Regions from separate parts of the Mus musculus genome. Here region 2 is linked to region 1. The links are chromatin contacts, called in public Hi-C maps. All regions are on one chromosome and are shown on one strand. The core of a region is the stretch at or near the end of the contact, and the rest is flanking DNA. Distances in the headings are between cores, read along the strand shown.

Region 1 (6,426 bases), core at 1,502-4,001:
GTGCAAATGACCTCACAGGCCATCCATCTTTTGAACTAGCACAGCCTGTTTTGTTAGAGAAGAGTTTTACTTATTTATTTATTTATTTATTTATTTTATCAGCAGGGTGCTCTCTGACACTAAAAACGTACACTTCCAGCATGGCCTAGCAGAGAGACAAGAAAAGAAGAGAGGGAGGGAGGGAGGGAGGGAGGGAGGGAGGGAGGGAGGGAGGGAGGGAGGGGGAACCTCAGAGATTTGCATGGATGGTAGCAGTCTCCATCCCTGTGGGCCAGCATCACATGGCAGGAAGCATCCAGTGTGAACCAGCTGTTTAGTCTTCAGTTTTCCTTCCTTTTGCTTCCCCTCGCTCTCGGAGGACTTGTTTTATATTTCCGAGGACTCTGCTCTACCGCATTTTTACAATTATCAATACAGATACCCAGGAACATTGGAGTTTCAGAAAGCTAAGAATGTTTCGTGGGAGTAAAGCTCACGCAGAGCTTGGGAGCTCCTGATATTAAAGGAATAATTCTTGTACGCTAGTCTAATTGTAATTGGCGTCCTGGACTTTTCTGGGAAGCTTTTTTTTTTTTTTCAATTTTGAAAGATGTCTTCTATCTTTTATCTATGCCTTTTGTTTAAAGAAAACTGGCGGGATGTGTTGAATTTTGAAACATGTGTGGGGTGGGGCTGGATGTTTGAGTCCTCATGTTCGCAGGAGTGCAGGACAAGAGGGGGCCCAGTGCCTGAAGCTTCCCCCGCCTCTCACTCCTTCCCTGGGGCTAAATTTGGTTCTCAGGGCTCTTGTGCCAGCCCTGCTGCTTCTTGGTACCAACCCAGTAGGTAAACCAATTTCCCTGCAGTCTGAGAAATCTTAGGCATTTCAGACTTAATCCTATGCCCTGGTGTGTGATGAATTCATTTTACAAGGTGAGTAATAACATTACCGGCAAGAAAAATGTCAACCAATCAGCTAGGAAAAATTTTACATATACCCCATTAAGAGTGCAGCGCTTCCCGCCATTGCTGTGGCGGGTACCTTTCCTGTCTCGTCTAGGACAAATGCTCTTCCTCTGATTCCACCTCTCACATTAGTTCTTAGACACAGATCTGCCTCCACAGATTAACCTTAGAGAGCCGCTGCGACTCCGCAATCTCATTAGTAACTAAATGCCACCGCCCCGAATCCAAAGCTAATTATTGTCCCTTAATAAGAATAACCTTCATTCTTTTCTATTTGAAATAATGACTTTGGAGATTAAGAGTCCTTCACGTGTGCTTCAGTGGGCGATCAGTATCAATAGCTCCTTATTACGATCCTTGCTGCCGTTATTATTTCAAATGTCCAGGTAGTAGAGATTCTCACTTCATTAGAGTTTGAGGGGCCATTTTATCCTCTGCCTGAGTAGCTGCCACCTGAGCTTGAATAGGGAACGGCATTGTGAGGTCAAAACGTGCAAAGGAAGATGTCTAGATCAAAGCCATTTGCCACAGATGAAGTTGTATGACTTTTTCAGCCTTGAGGATTACATATGCCTGCCATAGCTATGGGGTCTTCTTGGCCACACAAACATGCTTTATAACTTAGAAAGAAGACAGGAAATTGGTACAGAGGTAAAAATGAATGGGGATCCGCCTGGCTTCCTGTTAATTTGAAGTACTCGGCAGAGTACTTTATACTGGATAAATGCAAGCTGGAAGCGGGCCCCTCTCCATGCCATCTGACCAGACTGGATATCGGCAGTCATGAATGAGCTGACTCGAAGGCCATGGTCTCTGTTCTTTCAAGACCCCATCCTGTTAGGAATTCCTTTTCCCTCTGAAGTGTGTTTGTTCCTTCTGGGGGCTACCTTCCTTCAGTCCAACCCCTGCTGAATGGAGTAGTTAACTGAGTTGAATCCTTCAGGTGTTTCTTGTACATTCGTCTTCATTTCATACATATATTCATAGACTGAGGCATTCTTGTGTAGATGCAGTGGTATATTTAAAATAAATCCACCGATGAATATTGCATGCAATTAAGTCGAAGAATTAAATTCTCCAAAAACTCTCATCTCACAGAATTGAGTCTATGACAAGTTGACCTTGTACCCAGGCAACATTGTCTACGTTTCTTCCAGGTTTGCCTCTCAGGTCCCTAGGGCCACTGAGAGGAAGTTTTGCCTGCTAAATGATCCAAAATATCCATGACTTATGAGCAGCCAACGGGCTGATTCTTTCAGCAAACGGAAGTTCTCCTTTTTTCCAAGTTTCTTTTTGTAATGTTACTTCAGATACGAGTCAGGTGGGGATTAAATCCAAATTAGTATAATTTCCTTTCGTAGCGGTAGTCGTATTACAGTTGTTCTCATTTGCGGCAACAAGCACTTAGTGTCTCTTCGCTGGGTGCTATAAACCGTTCAGATCTGCGGTAGAGCCCTCTTAGTGCTTTTGACTGAGGGAGCTGATTGCTTCCGCCTCCGCCGGCGTGCCCTTTAAAATGCCCGGTTCTCCGCTAAGTTTAAAACTGGCTTTGTACATATGGGATGGCCCTCCTCCCTGAACCCCGTATTTTACTCTGACAGCTCTGTTATCCTTAAGCTTCACTGGTCATCCTGTTTTCTTCAGCTGGCTTCTCTCTGCTTGACCTCTTACATTTTCTCGCTGGCCCAGCCAATTGCTATTGCCAAACTGGAATCACCTGTCTCGCTGCTCACCCGCTCTTACCAATCAGAGCCAAAGCACACCCTACCCTGCATCAGGTGAGGCCCCGCCCTTGCCCTGTCCTCCCCAGTCACTTCATCCTGTTCCCTGGCCCCAAACATTCCCAATCAAATTCCTTGGCTCTATTATGTCTGAATTGATTTGTTCCCATGCTTGAGTGAACGTTGCCGATCTCTGCCCCAGGCAGGAAGCTTGTCTAATCAGAGCTGTGCATCTCCTGTGTCCACTCTAGGCAGACAGAGTCCTGTCTCATTAGTGCAATGTTGATATCTCAACATCGCCGAGCTGCTAACTCCATTAGCCATTACCCATAAAGCTTTGCACTCGAAAACACTTGAAGCATTTGAAAACGTTTTTAGAATGGGTGCTGTATGCTTGCCTCGCATGCATGAAGTCCTAGCTTTGAGAGCTCCAGTACTTTGTAAAACTAGGCATGGCATCCCAGCATGCTCTACTGAGACATCCCAGCATGCACTACTGAGGATCCCAGCATGCACTACTGAGGCATCCCAGCATGCATTCCTGAGAGGGAAGCAGGAAGATCGGAAGCTTAAGGTCGTCCTAGGTTACCTCAGGAGTTTGAGTGGAATTCATGAGACCCTATCTAGAAAACTTAAATTTGTGCTCTGACCAGAACAGGAGTGTAACTCATATTTCCAGGCCTGGGCCAGATGTTTCCAGATTCTCGACCTGTTAACCGAAGAAACAAAATAAGGGCTCTCTCGGATATTTCAAAAGAAGCAAGAAAATTTTATTTGGATTTAGGCAATTAGTACAGATTCAAGAGAGACGGATGAATCTCTCAGGATTGCTTGTGGGTAATGTGAGTGAAGACTCTCAAGGGTCCTGATCATGGTTTGGGGCTCGAGGGAGGATCTGGTTTCTAGGAGACCAAACTTGGGTGTCTCTCTGCTCTGACTGCTAGATTACATCGCACACTTCTTTCTCCTACCATGTCTCTCCCTTTCTACAGGGCATCAGAGTTTGATCAGATGCATGCCTAATTGTGCACAGAGGTAAAGAGTAAACAGGGGTAATAGTCACCCTAAAAGGCAACTAGAGGAAACAGTTTTGCCTTCCTACAGAGATGCCCCAAACTAGTTCAGGTCAGGCACACCCTTCTAGTCTATCTATCCGAATATGCTGAGAATACACTTGAACAGAAACTGTCTAAATTTTATCATTCCTGGGGCAGGGAAACTAATACCATTGTTAGGAGCTGGGAGTGCTGGTGGCCAGATCGGTGTCGGGAGAGAGGGTTCTCAGCTTTGTGACTGCATTGCTTGGAGAGGGGGATGTGTGTGTGGTGCACTCAAGTGAAGGAATTAGGGTACCAAGGGCAGTGTGTATGTGTGTGTGTGTGTGTATGTATGTATGTTTAAAAAAAGCAAATGGGAGTCCCAGGCTACCAAACCCTCTCCTCTGCTTGCCTGCCTCATAAGCATAAATAGTACTGTTGATGGAATAATAAATACAGAAGCAGAATCATACACTAACTTTTGTGTGTTTTTTTTTTTTTTTTTTTTTTTTTTTTGCTATATGGGAGCAGAGAAGAGGAGGGGAAAGGAGGGGAGGATGGGGAAAGGAGAGAAGAGGAGGGGAGGAAAGGGAAGGTGAAGAGGGGAAGGGAAGAGAGGGGAGGGGAGGGGAGGAGAGAAGAGGAGAGAGGATGGGAGGGGAGGAGAGGGGAGGGGAGGGGAGGGGAGGAGAGAGGATGGGAGGGGAGGGGAGGGGAGGAGAGAGGAGGGGAGGGGAGGAGAGGGGAGGGGAGGGGAGGGGAGGAGAGAGGAGGGGAGAAGAGGAGAGGGGAGGAGAGGGGAGGGGGGAGGAGAGGAGAAGGGAAGAGAAAGAAAGGATGGAACACACCTCTCTGTCTTTCCACCATGTGGGGATTCACACCCAGGTTGCTGGTCCTAATGGCCTAAGTGCCTTTATCGGCAGGAGCCATTTGCAGTCCTGGTACCTCACTCCTGCTGCTCTGGGAAGGATTGAACTCATTGCTTTTCTTCCCCAGTGTGGTTCTCCTGCTGGATTCTCTCTCCAGGTCATCAAACAGCCCAAGCTGAAAACTGGAGCCCCATCACTGCCGCCGCCTCCATTCTGCTACAGGGTTTTAAGCCCTTGGTCTTCTTCCCTCCTCTACTGCAGATGTTCACCTGAGATTCTGGTGTACAGTGTGATGATTCCAGAGCCAGCCTTTGATAGTAGTCTTCCTTTGGATGGAAGCATACATTTCCTCTCCTCCAGCCCCCAGCTGATAAAAAGGACTTTGAAGAGCATACAAGCACCCCGTTTTCTTTGGAAGACCAGCATGCGCCTTTGGCGGTCCAGCTAACCAACTCTGGGCACCACATTTTCTCCCCTTCAAATAAGCTAGTCATCTCTCGTGCTTGTGGTGGGACAGCCTGCTGCCAGCCTGCAAATGTGGCCTGTTAATGACGTTACTCCTTTCAAGCCCATGAAGAACACCTTGGAAGGAGGAGCAGGGCCCTGCCTCTGACCGCCCCTCTCCCTTAGTGATGGAGGTGGTCAGGTCAAGATCACCTCTCATCATTCCTAATGCACAGCTTCTCCCTGTTCCTTTGTTTACAGGTTAAAAGGCATGGGTGTTTAAAACCGAGATTCATGAGCAGAGGGGAAAAAAATGTGCCCCTGTATTTTCTTTCTAAATTTAGTGAAATCGATTCGAGGGAGAGTGGTGTTGGTTTATGTGTGTGGGAGTCGCGAGGGGGTTCTTCTAATGATACATCTACTTCAAGAGCTGTGGCCTCTTTTAAAAGATGCATAGAAGTGCATGCTAATGTAATGGCCTCTGTGTCGCTGCCTGAAAGGTCCCATTAACTAGGAGCAGACTATAAAAGGACTGGAGATGAAGGCGCGCAGGAAGTGCGGGAGACAGAAAAGGCCTGGGGAGAGAGACTCCTTCTGTGGTGGGAGAAGGTCCTGGGTTGTCTCCACCTGGATTCCCATGAAGCACTCAGAGATGATGAGCTATGGGTACCATTGCCAAGGGCGGGGATGCATCAGATTTAGAGATGAGACCTCACATAGGTCTCGAGTTGCACCGGGATAGTGAAACAATCATGCTGTATTTGATCTTCTATTAGGATCTGAACTCCTATTCGGCAACTCCGAAACGGGCCCTGTATACATGGCTTCCGGCCTGTCATTGGAATCAAATATCAAAACAAACTTTGAGGTTTCTTTCTCTAGAGGTGCCTGAGTCTGAGGAGGATAATTTCAGGCTGGACTTGGACACAGCTTGACCATGAAAGTGATATTTTTTTAAGCCTACAAGGAATTTGGTGGCATTAAACAGACTCTGCAGTGAGTCTTAGGAGTGTCTGGCCCCCATTCCCAACTGATCTCACACTTTTCCAATCTAAACTTCCTCTGAATATGAGTCTGACAAGAACAAAATTCTTGAAGACAGAAGTAAGTCTCCCGTACAGTTCTAATTCCTAAGAACAGCACCAGCTGAAGACACACATGGGCCATGGCTTGTGTTTACACTAGCAGTCTGATGTGGTCACTAGCTAGTGTTTACACTAGCGCCGCAGTGGTCACTGCAGTCTGTGGATAACTACTGTGACCTTGTCTCTAGTCCTCAAGGACCCAGAGTTTGAAGGGCTTTAGTAAGCGAGGCAAGTTTAGATTTTAAAACATGTGTTTTTTTTCTAATGGCCTTGTATGCCACCTTGCATCAAATCTTAAAAGCACATGTGTGTCTCAGAGAAACAT
Region 2 (6,645 bases), core at 2,625-5,124, 140 kb after region 1:
CGATGCTCAAGTGTTCCAAGGGAAGTGCTCCTGAATCAGGGAGAGCTGGCTTATGTAGACCTATGATGTTCTAATGTGATGTGGTCCTGACACATACTATGATAAGACGGAGACAGGAAGAAAGCGATCATTATGTAATAGCTACCATTTGCAGGGCTACCTGAAGGGCACAAAGCTACCCTCAAAAAACTCAAAGACAGGTGTTACAATGTTCCTGGCTCACAAAGACCTGCATGTATTCATAGTCACAGAGTAGAAATATGTGTTCTGTGGTCTCACCCCAGGCCGTCACGCTCCAAATACTGTGCCTTAAAAATTCAAAGATGCCAGGCAGTGGTGGTGCATGCCTTTAATCCCAGCACTTGGGAGGCAGAGGCAGGCGGACTTCTGAGTTTGAGGACAGCCAGGACTACACAGAGAAACCCTGTCTTGAAAAACAAAACAAAACAAAACAAAAAATCAAAGAAATAAATAATTAAGTTTATCATGGTAACAATAGAGGATGTGAATAGTGTGTTTGTGTAGTCTATCTTGAATTTCCTAAGCATCTACAAAAGTCAGATTTCACTCCTGTAGGACAAGGTAGAAGGCTGCTCTGGAGCCAAGGATGGAGAAACAATACTCAATGCGTTAAAGGAACTCCCTCGAAGCAAAGCTGCGTATTTCCTGTGGTAACTGAGTTTGATTGTCAACTTGGATACCTGAGGTATTGATGAGGGAGGCACACCGTTAGGTGTATGTGTGTGTGAGAGAGAGAGGGGCTTTTCCAGCCCTGAATCTGAGTAGAACCAGGCCATGGCCTGGGGCCCCAGGCTGAAACAAAGGGGGAAAGGAGAAAGCCAGCCGAGAACCAGCCCTCGAGACTGTTTCCTGGCGACCATGGCGCCCCTGCTTCCAAGCGTTCTTTATCATGACGGACCAGATCCTTTCCAACCTTGAACCAAAGTATCTTCTCCTCCTTTAAGCTGCTTTGTGACCAGGGTTTGGTCACAGCAAAGAGCGAAGTAGCTAATACATTTTCTTTTCCCAATTCTAATGAGGACAAGGTCCCATCTAGAGGACAAAATGCTTCCTGAAGTTTCACTTCAGAGACTAGCAGGGTTTTTTTTTTTTTTTGGTCTAAGTTGATAAAGTGAAGACAGTTGAAACAGAACCATCCCGGGAAGGAGAAATTAAGCTGCGCAGAATCTGGGAGAAGGGAACTTCCAAAGGGTGGTGTCCTGAACGGAAATGAGAATATGGCTCCGCACAAATGCAGCTTCATATACTTGATATTTTAAAAGCATATGGTGTGTTCATATATTAAAAAATGCTATTGTACATAGGTACAGCCTGGCTTCTAACTTGTGTGAAGTTACGGTTTTAGTTTCTTTGCTCACGTATGTCTTACTTCTGCTGTGTTCTTCCCAGTGCGTGTTCAAGCCCAGGTACGCAATGGCGGTATGATGACTTTTTAAAAATCTGACCGATATCATGAGACTGCAAGGTCCCATTTATCAGTGTCTTTCTTTTTTTTCCAGTGCTTAATATTTTACATATTGCAGAAAACATTACTTTTCATATTCTTTTCTGTATTTAACTCTATGTAGAGAAGACCTTTCTACATCTAGAATCCAGGCAAATCTAGATATATTGTCTGGATCAATATTAAGAGAATGAATAAGCTTTTATTTTTATTTTACTTCTCTTTATTGAGGTGGGGACCTTGATGTGTGTTTTCTAATCAGAACAATACGTTTTTCCATGGAGACATGCATGAGAAATGTGGTGTTACTTCCTACAAAAAAAAAAGTGTTACAAGCTTGGAAAAGCTTGATATCCACTGTTTTCCTCTCCCTACCCCGCCCCCTCTCTCCTGGAGTCTAGTAGACAGAGGAAGATGGCGTCAGGGCCATCCCTGCTCCTATTCAGTTCCCTGCAGGAAGACATCACACCTCCAGCTCAAACCACTCAACCTAAATAAACTCAGATTCAGTATTAGCCCACACTGAGCCCCAGAGAAGCACCAGGCTAAGAGCCAGGTGAGCTGGCAGAAGTTTGCTATTGGGCACGTGACCTGCTCCAACCTTGGTTTGAAGATACTTATGATATGTTTAGAGGAGCAACAGCTTAACAAGTAGCTTGTTATTATGACATTAAAACCTGTGGCTTCTCCCTAAGGAACTTCAGGAGCTTGACACACCCGAACGCATTTATCCGTTCCCACATCCCTCAGAAGTCAGCAAAAGGCCAGGGCTATTTTTATCCTTCTCTTGATGCGAAGAAAATAGGACATAGGGAAGGAGGAAGAGAAAACTGTTTTTTTGGTTTTTTTGGTTTTTTTTTTTTTCTCTACCCTTTAAATTTCAGTCCCGGGTTTTGGAGAGATGGCTTAACAGTTAAGAGTACTTGATATTCATGTAGAGGACCGAGTTTGGTTCCCAGCACCCTCGTGGCAGCACAGGACGGTCTGTAACATCAGCTCCAAGGGATCTGCTTCCCTTTTCTGGTCTCATAGGCGGAGGATACATGTGCTGCACAGACACTCCTGCTGGCACATCGTTTGTGCGCCTAAAATAAAAATAAATACATCTTTAAGCATCGGTCCTTCTGCTCTCGATGATGAAAGGTCAAGTCATTCCATTTGTATTTTTCTTAATATACTGCTCATCCCTGCATCCATCCATTCACAACTGTTCACAGAGCATAACACCTGCTTAATAAATTAGACTTACGTTCATGTTCACATTCACAATGGGTGGACTCTTCAGTTTAGAGTTACAGAGTTGCTGTACAAAACCCAGAGCAACCTCAAATCACAGGGAGTGTGATTTAAGAACCATTGAAATTAGAAGATTCACAGAAACCTTCATTTCCTGAGCAGTTTTGAGCACACACCAAACTCCGTTGGTTGCAAGCTTCCAAATATCCCTTCCTTGGCTCTAACATTCTATAATTATTTTCTAAGTTTCTTAACCACACTGACTATATTCTATCTCTGACTTAGGTTCATGCTGCCCTTTGACTTTTATGTCTGTAAATAACAACAACAACAACAACAACAAAATCTAGAATTTCCCTCTTATCACTGTTGTGAGTCAAGTTTAGATCAGTGCTTTAGTATCAGCAAGCAGATACTAACATGACAGCATTCTGTGTGAGAGTTTTCTATCCTTAGAAACCTAAAAGGGCCGGCCGAAATGTGTGTGCCTGTTGGGTTGAGGGACCATGGCTGAGACACCCTAAGGAGTGTCCAGTGCATGCATGCTGCAGTGGGCTGTCCTGATGGGGCTTTTCAACGACACACCAGCTTCTCACCCACTCCTCCCACTTCGGCTCTTCTGTCCCTTCTTCCCTGAGCTCTGTCCTTTCCCTTCAGACCCCATCTCCAATCTCCCATGTTGTTCCTTCTTCATGGAGCTTCGGTCTCCTCCGTCCTGCACACACTCCCTTGTCTAGGATACTCTCCCACAGTGTTCTTCACCTCCCCCTCTATTTATTGCTCCCCTAAGTTTCCCCTGGGAGTGTTGCTTCTATTTCTCCAACCAGCACGTGCTGACTTGGTTATCATTACCTTCTCTAAGCAAACTCGCATACATAAATCATGAAAGACGTCCACTCACGTGTGCATGCACAATCACCTGAATGACACACTTTCCCCGGAAGCTGTGTGAGAGCGGAGGGCATCACACCCCTACCTGCACCTCCAGTATCTTCCTCAAGTTGGAAACATTTGCTTTTAGATAGCAGTGGCACACTGTGGTGGCCTTGGATAAGATAACGTCGCACTTGCCAGCAGGAGTTTAAAGATTTATGCCCGTGGATCAATCCCATTAGCCACCGACAGGGACTACAGCCAAGATCAGGAGCAGAGCCAAGGGCTGACAAGGCAGCAGGATCCTCTCCTGCCGAGTGGCCCTCAGCCCTTGCTATACCTGCCAGCTTCCAGCTAATCAGAGCAGTTTTGGAACAGGTGTTCTCTGTCCTGCATCCTGTTGCTTGAGAGCAGAGGGGAAGAGTTTGCCACCTGGTCAGAATTTGTATAAACAGATGCTAGGAAGAAAAGGCTTGGGCTGCGTGCTCTGTCAGCACTGTGCTTTGAGCAGAGACCTCTCTGGCGCGTAAGGGTCTTCTGCACATGCGCTGTGCCCTTCTGCGGTCAGCAACTCAGCTAGTTCCCGAAGCGGATTCTCTTAGCCAGTGCGTTTCTCCTGTTGAAGTCGCCATGACGTCAGTAGGACAGTGATGTAGATAGAGGACCAAGAAGCCATTCTCTGTGTCATTACTCTATGATTTCCATTTCCTTTATGGCATTATGACAATATCATCAACAGACCTCCATAAGACTTCAAGGGTCCAGGGAGCCATCAGGCCCAGTTCAAGTGTGAAAGCAGACTATCTTAACTAGTTTAAGCCTGGCACTGGCTCCGCCCTTGGCCACAGGGTACCTGTTCGCAGAGTTGCAGACTCAGACTCTGGTCTACCTCTGTGACATAGAAACGTCTCAATAATGGTGATTGTAAGATGGGAAACTAGAGTAACAATGTCTCTGCACATTGGGAAGAACGTGAGATCACAGGAACGGCATCAATAATTAATATCACCTCCGGAGTCAACAGCAGTTAATATCGCTGTTGATTGTGCTGTATCAAGCATTCCCCCTGACAGTAATACAAGCCTTGCTGGTAGGCATTCTCTGTTTTCTTCACTGTCGGCTGAAGAAGCTGGTTCTGGCAGATATGGGGAGCAGTAAAATCATAGTCATATCAAACATTTACGACGACATAGCATCCCCATGTCCCTTCTAGCACAGTCAGGTCAGAATAGAATTCAAAGCCTGGTTTTCACAACCACAGAAAGGAATAAAGTGCTCTGGGGAAAGAGATAATTAATTCGCAGAAACTCCACTCTCTTTTGAGTATTAAAGTTATCCTTAAACTTCTTTCTTCAAAACAACGTAGCAACCGCTTTCCGCTGCTCCCCCTCGTGGAGATGCTCAGAGCTCACAGGTTGTTGGGAGTGGTCAGACATTGTCCAAATCAGAGCTGATGGATGGGGTACCATTCACATCTTAGCCAGAGTATGTAGTGAGTAATGGCATGTTTCTACCAGCAGATGGCAGTAAAGTGTCTTGACAATGGATGTTACCTTAATGCTCTCAGTGATGCCACCAGAGCTATAAGTAAGTGGCTTTCTATGTGAGAAAAGTGACAAAGGTGAGGAGAGTTTAGGTAGTGAAATGATAGAGTAAGTGCATATGTTTGTAAATATGGAGACTTTGACTGCAATGACGTCACCCTCTACATTTGTCATCTGTTCACAAGCATCCTCCTAATCAGAGTCTTTCATTTTCCACACCCGAGTAACTTACTCATGACTCATGGTACCTCCCTGACATAGCTGTAACCTGAGGAAGAGCGAGTATGGGCTTTCCCTGTCCCTCACGAAGCCAATAAAGCAAGAAGCATTTTTTGTAAGATTTAGAGCAAACCTGTGGTTCTCCTGGAAGTTCTGCACACAGTAGGGCCACTCGCAGGTGCGCATTTTACCAGCAGGAGCGCCTCCTTGGACCAGTTTGGAGCTTTAAAATATGCATCTGACTCTTACGTTCTTCCCAGCTCTTCTTCCCTGAGGACGCCTGTGCCTTGGGAGGAGAGGTTGTAAGACCAAAGATGTCTCCTTCAGACCAAGCACTGCAGAGTCTCTGACTCTCTGTACCTTGAGCAGTTGTGGGTGTCTGTGTGGATCACTGTCGACTGCCAAGGGAAGCTTCTCTCTAGGGAGGGTTGACAGATGCACTAAAAGGGGAAGGGAGCTTGTAAGAAGATCAGAGCAGGAGTTAGCGACAGGAAAACAGTGTCTTGGGGATACCGTGGTGCAGTTGCACGTGTGGATTCACAGCAGCTGAGGCGTCACGTGCAAGGTCTGTACAAGCTCACGCAAAACAAAAATCCAGCCTAGAGAGGAGAAGAGGGCATGAGCGCCCACCCCCATCTCAGCAGCTATTGGGAAGTAATAATTGCTAAAGGGGGCATATCAGTTTTCTTCAAGAGGGCAACCCCCGGTGAGTGGACCACCCTCCAGTGAAGGCCACATAGCCAAGAGTATGTGGGCAGCAGAGACTGGACTTGGTGGATTTTTAAGAGAGGCTCCATTGGGTAGCTGGGGGCGGAGGGGGGGGGGTGTTGGTCCCAGAAGGAGCTGTGGAGGGGTGTATCTCATCAAATTACATTGTAAGAGGAAGAAACTGTATCTGGGAGGTGCATCACCCAAGGGAACCTATAAGAAGAGACAAGAATCTTAAGTCCCTAGAAGATTCAGACAAGCTACAGTGGATGTAAGAAGCCTGCTAAGCCACTGGGGAAATCTGGGACGTATTTGGTCCACATTTAGAAGAGGTGGGTTCTGTTGTTCAGTCCCCCCCGAGAGTCACCGTACAAAACTGTAGGCACTAGGTGAGGTGAACTTGTATCAATTCTCTAAGGCAAGCCCCGTGTGTGTGTCATTTAAAAGAAGCACAAGTTGTAGTGAGCTATGCAGCTGAGTCATTTCTAAATTCCACTCAGGCAAAACCAGTACATTTATAGGTTACAAAGTGTCCCTTAAGCCACCAGTCTGATAACCAGTTAAGACAGAGGTTTCACCCGTCCAGTTTAAGACCTGGCT

What was found. Hi-C and Micro-C count contacts between places; a contact is called where the count stands out from the background.
Region 2: a Hi-C map of the N1E-115 cell line shows a contact between it and region 1, with 3 times the contacts expected there. The contact joins two enhancer-like sites. A contact is called at or near these places in 11 of 484 Hi-C or Micro-C datasets (the C2C12 cell line, the N1E-115 cell line, embryonic stem cells and 4 more), 8 of 115 datasets of contacts at active chromatin or transcription factors (embryonic basal ganglia, embryonic forebrain, embryonic limb bud and 3 more) and 2 of 9 other capture datasets (adipose tissue and embryonic tail).

The regions. Positions count from the first base shown.
Region 1 is chr10:119,660,925-119,667,350 of GRCm38.p6, forward strand. The region is part of intron 1 of Grip1 (glutamate receptor interacting protein 1); the gene reads left to right. Among named protein-coding and RNA genes, the nearest start is that of Gm40780, 34 kb to the left of the region's middle. Within about 2 kb of position 2,752, at least 6 of the 459 cell types and tissues checked have an H3K27ac peak or open chromatin away from gene starts, as enhancers often do. A contact at or near this core is called in the N1E-115 cell line, where this site is marked.
Region 2 is chr10:119,798,742-119,805,386 of GRCm38.p6, forward strand. All of the region lies in intron 1 of Grip1 (glutamate receptor interacting protein 1), which reads left to right. Gm51815 (a long non-coding RNA gene) reads right to left here. Exons shown (of 3, transcript XR_003949037.1): 3 at 1-6,645. Among named protein-coding and RNA genes, the nearest start is that of Gm51815, 18 kb to the right of the region's middle. Within about 2 kb of position 3,875, at least 6 of the 459 cell types and tissues checked have an H3K27ac peak or open chromatin away from gene starts, as enhancers often do. A contact at or near this core is called in the N1E-115 cell line, where this site is marked.